Linked DNA regions of Zea mays: all the other regions are linked to region 3. The links are chromatin contacts, called in public Hi-C maps. All regions are on one chromosome and are shown on one strand. Each heading gives the region's core, a stretch centred on a gene start, on an enhancer-like site or on the middle of the called end of the contact. The rest is flanking DNA. Distances are from core to core; before and after follow the strand shown.

Evidence for each region. A called contact is a pair of places that touch in the nucleus more often than the background predicts.
Region 1: a contact with region 3 is called in a Hi-C map of leaf, with 2.9 times the contacts expected there. The contact joins the promoter of LOC100278742 here to the enhancer-like site in region 3. A contact is called at or near these places in 5 of 25 Hi-C or Micro-C datasets (ear, leaf, root tip and 1 more).
Region 2: a contact with region 3 is called in a Hi-C map of leaf, with 2.9 times the contacts expected there. The contact joins the promoter of LOC100217181 here to the enhancer-like site in region 3. A contact is called at or near these places in 2 of 25 Hi-C or Micro-C datasets (ear and leaf).

The regions. Positions count from the first base shown.
Region 1 is chr5:189,995,488-189,999,354 of Zm-B73-REFERENCE-NAM-5.0, reverse strand. It overlaps LOC100278742 (putative protein of unknown function (DUF640) domain family protein), which reads left to right and starts at 1,427. Exons shown (of 3, transcript NM_001151920.2): 1 at 1,427-1,645; 2 at 1,740-1,811; 3 at 2,115-3,092. The coding sequence starts at 2,123. The coding sequence ends at 2,737.
Region 2 is chr5:189,832,071-189,835,697 of Zm-B73-REFERENCE-NAM-5.0, reverse strand. LOC100217181 (putative casein kinase family protein) reads right to left here and starts at 2,102. Exons shown (of 14, transcript NM_001143542.1): 1 at 1,652-2,102; 2 at 1,491-1,531; 3 at 694-763; 4 at 467-615; 5 at 215-310. The coding sequence starts at 1,727.
Region 3 is chr5:189,896,832-189,900,695 of Zm-B73-REFERENCE-NAM-5.0, reverse strand. No RefSeq gene overlaps it. Among protein-coding and RNA genes, the nearest start is that of LOC100217181, 65 kb to the right of the region's middle. Within about 2 kb of position 1,360, at least 17 of the 20 cell types and tissues checked have an H3K27ac peak or open chromatin away from gene starts, as enhancers often do. A contact at or near this core is called in ear and leaf, where this site is marked.

The DNA of each region.
Region 1 (3,867 bases), core at 178-2,677, 99 kb before region 3:
CTAGTTGCACTTGAGAACCTTTCACTTAAAACCCAAAATACTAGGCATGCACCATATATATCATGATCATTGCTTGTGGCCTCGATTAAACTGCTCATGCTTTAAATTAAATTTGCAGACCTAAGTGCTCTTAGGGCATGTACAGTGGTGTTTAATGTGGAGTCTCTTAAGGTGTTTAAGGGGGTTATTTGCAAAAAAATCTTAGAGCCGTCTCTCCGTGAAGAGACGCCTCTGGCTCGTAAACCAAGTAGCAACAGACGTCTCACTTCCCACTGTACGAATTTATCGTCTGTTCTATCGATCTGATGCTATACAAATACATTTAATTCTGTATTTATTAATAGACTACGTTTATAGACACTCCATTGTACAATAGAGTCTCTTAGTTGTCTCCTGTGCTTGGAGAACTGTTTTGGTGTCTCTCCACTGTACATGCCCTTAGCAGGCAGTAACAATTTGGTAAGCACTGAATGTTACAGCAATAATATTACAACTAAGAGCTTGTTTGGTTAGAAGTGGGTTAAAGAGAATTGAAGGAGATTAAATCTTTTGCTAGTCAAAATCGAGTAGAAAGAGATTTAATCTCCTCAGATCTTATGGAACCGAACAAAACCTAGAATGGGCGGCAGGCAGAGGAATCTGAGCAAGAGTCATGAGAGCAGGGAGGTTTCGTTGATAGAATGATGGTGGCTTGTAGCTGGAACCCGGCCCGTCGGTCTTTCGGAATCCGGAGGCCGGAGCACATCTCACACCTGGGTACGCTGCCCGGACGAGTTTTTTCTATTTGTCGTTTCACAGGGACACACAAGTAAGGGAGCCGCATTCATTACGGGCTCCGAGGGCCTGTCCCTGCGGGTGGGGCCGTACAGTCACCATTCGTACGGGCACGTGCGGCCCCCACCTCTTTACAGGTAGTAGTCCATTGGATGCTGGGCGCGCCTTGGATATATGTCCTGTAGTGCGGTCATCATGGAGCGAAGAGCACCCCGCGTCCCCCTGCCCCTCCCTGCCTTGGACTCTTCTTCTCCGGCGGGACCGGGGGACGGCCACCGCGCATCGGACGACGGCCTTTGACGGGGGCAGCAAGGACACCGCCACAGTTTGTCCTATACAAACGGAGGCCAGGACGGGGCCTTCCGCCATTGCTTTCACCCACCCCCAAACCACCGCTACCACTCGATCGAGACAGCAGAGGGAGATAGTAATACGGAAAAATATATTTTTTTAACCTTTAGTCATGTCGCTCGCCTCCCACCCCACACTAGTGTTCTTTTCATCACTTTCACCTAAAAGCCCTAACAGTGCCACCTCTGCGGCGCGACTTTTCGCCTCTACGGCTGTTGATATTCCTACCCTCTGTTCCACCTCCAAGTTGGCTCCGCAGATCTCCCCTTTTTAGGACAAACAATCCATCCACCACCGCCCTACACACCCTCCTTCCTAAAAATAGTAGCCGGCGCCATGCAAATGCGATTCCCCACAGCTCCCCGTTCCTGATGGAGCTCCTCCGCAGATCAATGGACCTATGAGACGACGAGCGACGCCAGTCAGCAACCAGGTCGTCCAGGTACCGCAGGAACTCCCAGCGGCCACCCCTACTAGCAACCACTCCAGTCTCCAGCTGAGCTGAGCTGAGCAACAAAGGGTATACACTTGTAACTCTATGATACTCTCCATGTCCAAGCTAGCTCCTTTTTATCTTTTTTCCTCATCTCTTCTCTTCGCGGCCGCTTCAGCAGTTCAGCTCCATTCCAACGCGCGGCCGCTGCCTCGGCTGCCACCGCCGAGATCAGCCGCCATCTCCACCAAAGGTAGGAGTATACTTGCTCGCAGCGCGCCAGTGAGGCAGTGACTGCATGCTGCCTCTCCAAGAAAATAGAACCCATCCCCCCCGCATGTATAATTTGACTGACGAAAATATTGTTTCTTATAAGCAGCATCATTTTTCCTTTTATGCATAAATATGAAAGATGCATCGCTTTCACACGAACATGGACAGGCAAAGAAAATATCGAGCAGGGCACCTCAGATATATAGATCCCCAAAATGGCGCATGTAATCATCCGCTGCGTCAATCCTTCATGTGTCTGTATATGATTCCTGGATGCCAGCAGGTTAATCGATGGACCTGCCCCCAAACCCCGAGAGCCCGGGAGGCGGTGGTGATGGCGGCGGAGGAGGCGGAGCCGGTGGATCGAGCGGCGGGGCGTCTTCGTCGGCGCCGGGCGGCGGCACGCCGCAGACGCCGAGCCGGTACGAGGCGCAGAAGCGGCGGGACTGGAACACGTTCGGGCAGTACCTGCGGAACCACCGGCCGCCGCTGAGCCTGGCGCAGTGCAGCGGCGCGCACGTGCTGGAGTTCCTGCGGTACCTGGACCAGTTCGGCAAGACCAAGGTCCACACGGCGGCGTGCCCCTTCTTCGGCCACCCGAGCCCGCCCGCGCCGTGCCCCTGCCCGCTGCGCCAGGCGTGGGGCAGCCTCGACGCGCTGGTGGGCCGCCTCCGCGCCGCCTTCGAGGAGAACGGAGGCCGCCCGGAGTCCAACCCCTTCGCGGCGCGCGCCGTCCGCCTCTACCTCCGCGAGGTCCGCGAGCACCAGGCCCGCGCGCGCGGCGTCAGCTACGAGAAGAAGAAGCGCAAGAAGCCGCAGCCAGCTGATCACGCCAGCGGGAGCGGAGGACAAGGCCCTCACCACCCGCCGCCTCCGGCACCGCCGCCCGCCGGCGCGGCGTGCTGAGGCCTGAGGAACAGTACTACGACACACGCACCCCATTTGGTATGCCGGCCGGACTGAGCATATTTTATGTAGGTTTCGATCGATTTGCCGGTGCATGCATGCATGGTTTATTTGCTACTACCGTTTTGCTCGCGCTGCTGGTGCTGCTTCTTCTTCGCTTAGACTCTCTCTACCGATCGTGTGCCGTGCTACATTGTTATTTCTTCTTCTCCGTCTCTCTCTCTCTCTCTCCTGCTACACGCTTCAGTTCCTAGCTACCGCTTATTTTCGTTTCAAGCAGTTTAATTTGCTTGTAGAAGCAAATCTTATCATTGGATCATTGAATTGAAGCCTATATATATATGCTTTTCATTCAGTACTGCTCATTGTAGAGATGAACGAAGATGGACTTGCATACTTGTGTATCGGTTCATTGTACATACGTACGTGTCCTCGATTCATAGTACAGAGAGAGGACGAGAGAGCTAGCCAGCGCGGGTACCGGGATATGGCCATCCCCTCTCTCCTCTGCAGTTCTTCGCGGGTGCCAAGTCCCATCAAGGACGTACAAATTTGACGCATCCAGATCTTTGGCTTTCTTTCTAGTTCTGATTCCTGTGCCGCTTCCTTTTTCTGGTGCGATTGCGCTCGATCGATCGGCGCCGCGCGTTAGCCCGGGAACTGCTCCACCCACTGCACCATTGAGCAGTGTGACAACGGGCATGGCCGGACTGATCGATCGAGCCGGATCGTGGATGGTACTGTCGCGGCGCACTGTTGCATGCCATCCTCCGTCCCATTGGCTCGGTGCATATCTTGCTAGATCTTGTCTGACGGTTGAATAGGGTGCAACTGTTGTTCTTCTCTAGCGCGCTCGTGCCACTGGTCAGGCTGCCGGCTGGCCGGCCGGCTTCGCTACCCTCCAGCTGCAGTGACGCCCATAGGAGGTCCAATGGATGAATAGTTGTAATATGTTTGTGCTGTGTGTGCCACTGCACTAGCTACCTCTCCGGCTTCTTGTCTAGCACCATGAATTAGTTTAGTAGGGTGCGGCCAAATAAGGAGATGTTCATTGATTCACTGTAATTAGCAGCTTCATATCTATGGCTCTATCTCTTGTCGAGCTGCATGGTTGCATTGCTAAAATTGGT
Region 2 (3,627 bases), core at 853-3,352, 66 kb after region 3:
TAGCTAGACACTCCTCAAACAGCTATATCCAGAGATAGCTCTAGCTATAGCGGGAGATTTAAAATTTGAAACCCTGCCTGTGACAGCAGCCATGCAGAGAACAGTATATGGCCATTGTGCTAGAATTTTGGCCTGACTTGTGTAAGCTATGGTTGGAAGACTCAAACCAGCCACAACAAAAGTTTTGAGTAAAATGTTCATGAGTAGCACCAACCTGACTTGTTTTACGGCCTAAGCCCATGAGGAAGTTGTCTGGCTTGATATCACGATGAAGAAACCCCCTCGTGTGCATGTACTCTACCCTAGATATCTGTATGACAACAACAGGAAGACATTAACTTGGCGAAAACCCACCAAAAAAATATTCAACAATTGAGAAATTGGGCCATCAATTTTATAGTTATGCCGCCATACAGGTAACAAAAGCTAAAAAAACAAAATGATATATCTCGCAAGAGAAACTAACCATCTGATCAGCTAGCATAAGTACTGTTTTAAGAGAAAACTTTCTGTTGCAGTAGTTGAACAAGTCTTCGAGGCTTGGACCAAGAAGATCAATGACCATGACATTGTACTCCCCATCCACTCCAAACCATTTCAAATGAGGAATTCCAGCTGAAGTTTAGAAGAAAAAATATTGAATCAGTGAAAGCATATGAAACAAACAGCCTATGTCCTTGTATTATTACTTACTTCCCCCTTGGAGAAGCATGTATAGTTTTGACTCATAATGAAGCTGAGGATGCCTTGATTTTACAGATTCCTGGTAAACATGAGATGACGAAAAACGGTCAGGTAGTGTGCCTTGAGGCTGAAAGGGGTACTACCAAGACTAAGACTGAAAGATCATATTGCTTGAAAATGGCTAACCTCATTCTGTCTCAAAACGTAATACTATATGTTCAGGCTACAAATCCATTACATATAGAGCAATATAACCTAAATTTTCCCATAGCACTTTTTTTTGCTTTAGTCAATCCATAATCCACGTCATACATACAGGATAAAATGTAAAATTTAAAGTTCTCTTATCACGGACCACCATAAATCAACTTTCTGCAAGTGCTATTTCATATGTTCAAAATGGCCCTATGAAATATGACTCGTTACTTCTTTTCCCTAAAAAAAAGGAGGAGCTGTTATACAGCCACACTAATGAAAGGTAACAGAACCATGATTTGGACTGAATCCACAGGTCAATTCGCATGGACAACCAAGAAACGGTTTGAAAGTCTTGTTATTAGTCATGTAAAAATATAACTCAGAACCATGTCAGTATCTTTGAAAGCAATTACATGCACAGCACCATTCATTTTCATAATTATGTCATGCCATAATCTACACGAGAATTCTTCGGGGAAACGGTTCTAGCAATGGTTGGCCAAATATATGTTTGCATATGGAACAAACTAATGCCGAATGTCAGGCATGTATTTCCACGATAGGGAGAAAAAAAAATGGTCCACGAACAGTATCAAACTATCTCATACCAACTTGATAGCCACCTCCTCGCCGCTCTGTACGTTGACACCTGCAGCCAAAAGGAAACATCATCGCATCAACGACAGACGCGGAACGACGAGCAGTACAAAACAGCGGCGCGTAGGAACCCGCAGACACGCGTGGGTCAAGGGCCCGGCGAGACGCTTACCGAGATAGAGCTCCCCGAAAGATCCGCTCCCGATCTTCTTCCCAAGCTTAAACTTCCCTCCGATCACGTGCTCCATTCCCGCAACCCCGCACCGCACGATTCACCCGGCCAACAACCGCCCCGCAGATCGTCCCTCTCCGATGGAGAGCGCTCACATTGCCCGTCTGCAGCGAGATTCGAGCCCGGAGCGCCCGGGAACAAGGGTTTCCCCGGATCTCCCAACCCAACCCAGGGTAGATTCCGCGCTGCGAAACGCCACGTGCGACGGAGCAGTCAAGGTCGACCGGCGGACGGGCGGGCGGGCGACGACGAGGCGGATCGAATTGGCGAGCGACCTCGGACGTGGGGCGAGGGAGGGATTCGCGTCTCTGATTTCCGGGGGAATTTTTTCGGGGGGTGAGAAGGGCGGGGGTGAGAAAGTGTGGAAGGGATGGGTGGGACGCGGAAACCGTGGGAGACGGACGGGGCAGGGCAGGACAACGGGTAGGTGGGATAGGAGAGCACGGGCACGGGCACGGCGTCTGGTTTTGTTTTCGCATGGTTCTTTCTTGCGTTGCGTCTAGTTTTTGTGAGTCCCATTCCCATCCCATCCTATACATGTTTGTTACCGAACGTCCAAATCAAACTGAATGAATTAGTGGAGCTCCCGTGGTGCCAACACGCGGTGACTTTCGTCTGGCACAAAAAAAACAAGCTGAATGAATTAACGTTTCAAAAGAGAAGGACAGCAGTGGTGGAACCGAAAGTTGTCGTTTGTGATGTGGGATTGACAGCCTCACCTCCTATTTTTATACGTACGTAAAGTGTTTGCATCTTGTTTAGCCCCTGTTTGTTTCGGCTTTTCACAGCTTCTGGCCATCAGAAGTTGCTGCGGACTGCCAAACACTCAGCTTTTCAGACAGCTTCTATAAAATTTGTTTGAGTAAAAACCATTCAAAATCAACATAAACATATAATCGGTTGAGTCGTCGCAATAGTAGTAATCCGTCACTTTATAGATCCTGAGCCCCATGGAAAACTTTATCTTCCTCCGCACGTAATCCTAATGATACTCAGATTTTCTACACAGCCAGATTCTTCCCACAGCTAGATTCTCGAAAAAGCTGGTCAGAAAAAAGCTGAACCAAACAGGCCCTTAGACTACCACTCTTGGATGCCTGCACTTTTGTATGGGTTGCGTCTCATTCTTCTCATATTTATGCAAATCTATGTTCATTGAAATAGAGTGAATATATGTCACATTTATTAATTTAATTTAATTACTATCCATATGTAAAATTTCACCAATAAATATCAAAAAGCTTGCAATAATTCCTTACAAATTAATTAATAAGGTTGTCATATTTTATAATAGTTTTTTACTGAGTCTCTACTAACTATTAAGACGATAGTGTAGACCACGGTGAAACCATGTCCTCACCTTGACGCCTATAGAAAAATCGTCCAAAATTATTGCGCTCGGGAGGGGGATCCAACCCATGGTATGGGAAGACATCGCACAACACTATATATGCTATGCTAGCCACTTGAGCGCAAGCAAGTTTGTATCTAATAGTCAATATATGTTATAAATATGTGTAGACTAGGTTTTCAAAATAATAAAAAATCATATCATGTCGGGCCGACATTACGGCCCGAGACAACGGCCCAAGCATGACATGTCTCTCGGGTCGGACTGTCACGAGTCCCATCTTAATAGTGTCGGGCCAAACCACGACACTATTAAATGAGTCATACCTCATGTCGGCCCGCTAGGCACGACTCATTTGACCATCTATGCTAACACCCTCCTTCCGCGCCATTCGTCAGTCGTAGGCCCCACACATCCCGCGCTCCTCGCCTCCTCCACGTCCGCGTCATACGCCCACCATCCTCGCCTCCCTCCACTTTGGTTGTCAACTGTGCATGCCCCCCGCTTGTTGCCCCTACCTCCTCGATCCCCTGCGGGTCGACATATCCCCCTGGTCCCCTCCCTC
Region 3 (3,864 bases), core at 111-2,610:
GGTTCTAACATTATTCACAAATCTTATACATCTCTCTTGTAGTTTCATAAACTATGAGAGAAATATATAGTTTTTATAAACAAATTTACTTTTATTTTGTCATATGAAGAAATGACCAAAATATAAATTGTACATCTTGATGAGTTATACAATTTTGTAGTTGAAAACTTTTCATTTGAATTAATTTACTACTTCAAAATATGATTTTTAAATTGTCTTTGTCTAGTGTTGACAAAACACTCGGCAAAGAAACTTTTTGCCGAGTGTCAAAAATAAAACACTCGGCAAAAAAATATTGTCGAGTGTTTTTTTACCGAATGCTTTTTGTTTGGCACTCGGCAAAGAACTTGTTTGCCGAGTGTCCGAAAAAACACTCGGCAAATCATTTGGCACTCAGCAAAGAGCCGGATTCCGATAGTGCTACAAGAAAGGTTCTCTAAGGAGGTGTTTGTTTTGAAGAGTCAACACATTTTAGATGAGATGGTGCATCATGAGTTCATTCTAAAAATTTGGTAGAACGAACTCATTTCTCATATTATTACTAATTATTTGCCAATGAGAAATGAAATAATGATGGATCAAATCATTCTATTCAATAAACCAAACAAAAAAGTGAGGACTGAGAACATGATGGACTACGTTCAAAAAAAAGAATATGATGGACTAACTCAATCCTCAAAACAAACATGCATAAATCTAAATATAAGTTGGGGTCCAAATGCATGGAACCATGCTGTGAATCTAGACATCAAAACACTGCCAAGACACAATATACATTGTCAAGCTCCTCACGGCATTTCAAAGCCAATCTAGTTTTAATCTACCTGTCAAACCCCATGTCATAATAATTGTACTCCTTCAAGAGTACCGGTGTCTCCACCAAGGCTGGCCATGTCGTCGAAGCAGCCAAACCCGCACTGACCGCCGGCGACTCCTCCCCCGCTGGCTCGCGTGAAGCCGTAGTGGTGGTCGACGGTGACCGTGCCGCCGCCGTAATACTGTGGAAGAGCTCGTGCGCCACCTCCTGCTGCGGCGCAAAAGAGAGGCCGTAGTAGCCTCCTGACGCGGAGTGGTCCGGTTCCGGCGCCATGGCGTGTGAAGGCGGGCGAGGAGGAGGGGCCGTCTTGGCCGTCGGCGCCGCCAATTGCCATTGCTCATTCATTATTCAGACTTGAGAAATGCTGGCACGTATAATTGGCCGACATATAACAACTTCATTAGTGCATGCAGCGTAGTAGTGCTCTGCTGTGTAGTAATTGAAGCTTGAAGCCATCCGCCAATTATTGTACTCGTCCGGTCCGTAGCTATAGGACCGCTTGCTAGTAATAGGTGTCTGCGCCTAGGCCACGAGGGAGAAACGATAGGTGAAGAATGTACTAGCATATCATAGCATAGCATGCACCAATTATTTGTGCAGCGCAGCGGGGAGCAGGCCGTCAAATATTGGTGGCCCACCCACTCTGCCCTGCCTGTGCCTGGTACGTACGTGTCTGCGCCGCCTGTGAATGGCCAATTTATGTGCTCGTTTGTGCTGATCGAGGACGTTTGCAGTGGCACAGGATCACCCGTGCCTGAGGTTCCTGCTGGTGGACCACCTTGTGGAGCATCCTGGTTGTGGTTGGGAGGAGGAAACGACAAGTGCATCCAGAGAACCCAGCCACCTTATCCTTTGTTGTGGAGCATGCTGGTTGCTCGTCGACTAGTCCTATTAGGTCATGTGCAGTGAATGTCTTCAACTGCGCCTTATTACACGGTATTTAGAGGGTGAGATGTCTATTAGCTCTATGCTCGGAATAAAATACATTGATAATTGATACATTGAATTTATTCAATACTATAATTGGTGCAATGATTATAGCAACACACATGTTTTAGATACATATCCAATGTATCACACTATATCTTAGTTGTGTCCTTGTGCTTCGAGTACCGTGGTTATTATACATACCCTTAGTCCATTCACACTGCTAGATTTTATATTGTATTTCTAAGATGCTACATAATCAAGAAAAAAATGAAATCTTGGTTGAAACAGTCTCTCACGATAGAGAGTTTCATTCGGCGTGATTTCACAGGTAACATGTAAGAGACAATATATCTAGGTAAATGTGTAGACATGGTTTCATCCCCATAAAACACTTTCATCTCTTTCTTCGTTAATTCCTTGCCGCATCATCCGAAATACTGACATGATACGAATTCACAATTTGGTGCGGCTGATAGTTTGGATCATGCATGTAACCATATAATATGGACTGGATAGGCCGAATTCTTGAAAAGGCCCATCAAGCTACAATAAGTGGGTCGGCGAACACCATCGAAGGACGTTTTTAAGAAGGTATAAAAAAAATTAAAGGTCGTTCTTTTAGAAACCAGTCATTTGATGAGCAATTATATATTTATATTGATTATTAGGATCTGTTTGGGAAGGCTTTACTTCAAGAATTTTAGTTTCATCACACCTCTATCCGTCCAAATTGCTGGATAGCTTTAAAAAATTATTGAAACTGGAGGTCAGTTTCTCCTCTAATAGTGCTTCAAAAACAATATTTTCATACCCCTTATGAAGTTACAGCAAAATTACCCACTACCACTAGTTATACAACACAACGGTTCGCATATCTCACGATCTCTCTTCCCTGTTTCGCTTCCTGGGTTATTTCCGATAGATGAGATTGGCGGCGGCTGCTCCAGCTTCCTCTGAACAAGACGCCATGGATAGGACTGTCGAGCACGCACTCTTCAGCTCGCCGGCGCCCACTCCTGGGCTCCTGACCCGTCACGGGGACCGCGGGGGGGGGGGGGGGGGGGGGGGGGGGGGGGGGGGGGGGGGGGGGGGGGGGGGGGGGGGGGGGGGGGGGTGCATGCTGCGCACCTCGCGGTAGCTTGCAAGTGGCCTACCAGCAGTAGCCCGACTTGGTGGCACGGCTGGTGCGCGACCCCGTCGCGTACTTGCGGTCCCGGAAGCTGAAGAAGTAGCATCAGTGTCGGTGGCCGTCAGCTTCGCCACCTCTGCGCGCACGCAGATGGATCGATCGATCGATGCAGGCAGTGCATGCAGATCAGACATCCCCAGTTAAACGACGACAACGACGCCAGAAAATCCATTCGATTCTGATGTATAGCATGCATGCAGCAAATTAACACGACTGACCTGGGAGCTCCCACGGGCCACGGCTCGCGGGCGTGCAGGTCGACCTCGACGAGCGTCCCCGGCGTGATGCGCTCGAAGTCGAAGGCCACCTTCTTGTGGAGGCAGTGGCACACCAGCTCCCTCAGTGCCATGGATGCATGGATCGGTCGATCGATCCCTATGCTTGCTAGCTGGAAGCCTGGAGATCGATCGACGTAGACGTAGTGCGTGCTCGATCGAAGAGACGCCTAGCTTCGTTCAGTACACAGTTTGCATGATTGGTGCCCAGCTGTCCGCGTACAGGCCGTTGCATGTGTTGACTGCAGTTGTGCCATTGATTGGTTAACTGCATGGCACGGCCGGAGCCTGTACGTTGGTGCATTCCAGATCTATAAAAGCACTCGTTTGTCTGCAACTCTGCATGCTCGGGAAAGTGAGGTGCGCACGTTCCAACCGGTGAAGGCGCAAGCGAGCAAAGCGCCTAGGCCGCTGGTAATCACGCCGAGTGTGACCTTTATGATCCGGTTTATATTACCAGACGAGTGCTCGTATGCTGCAACGAAAATATATAATATCATGATGACTTATATACAAATATGTGTTATACTGTTAGAATAAAAACGATTTCATAATCCATTTATGATCTTAGCCATAAATAAATTTTTGTTATTTTAATTTAGTTATTTCACCACTATATTGCAATACTTTGTACCATGCAAACTTCTATATAT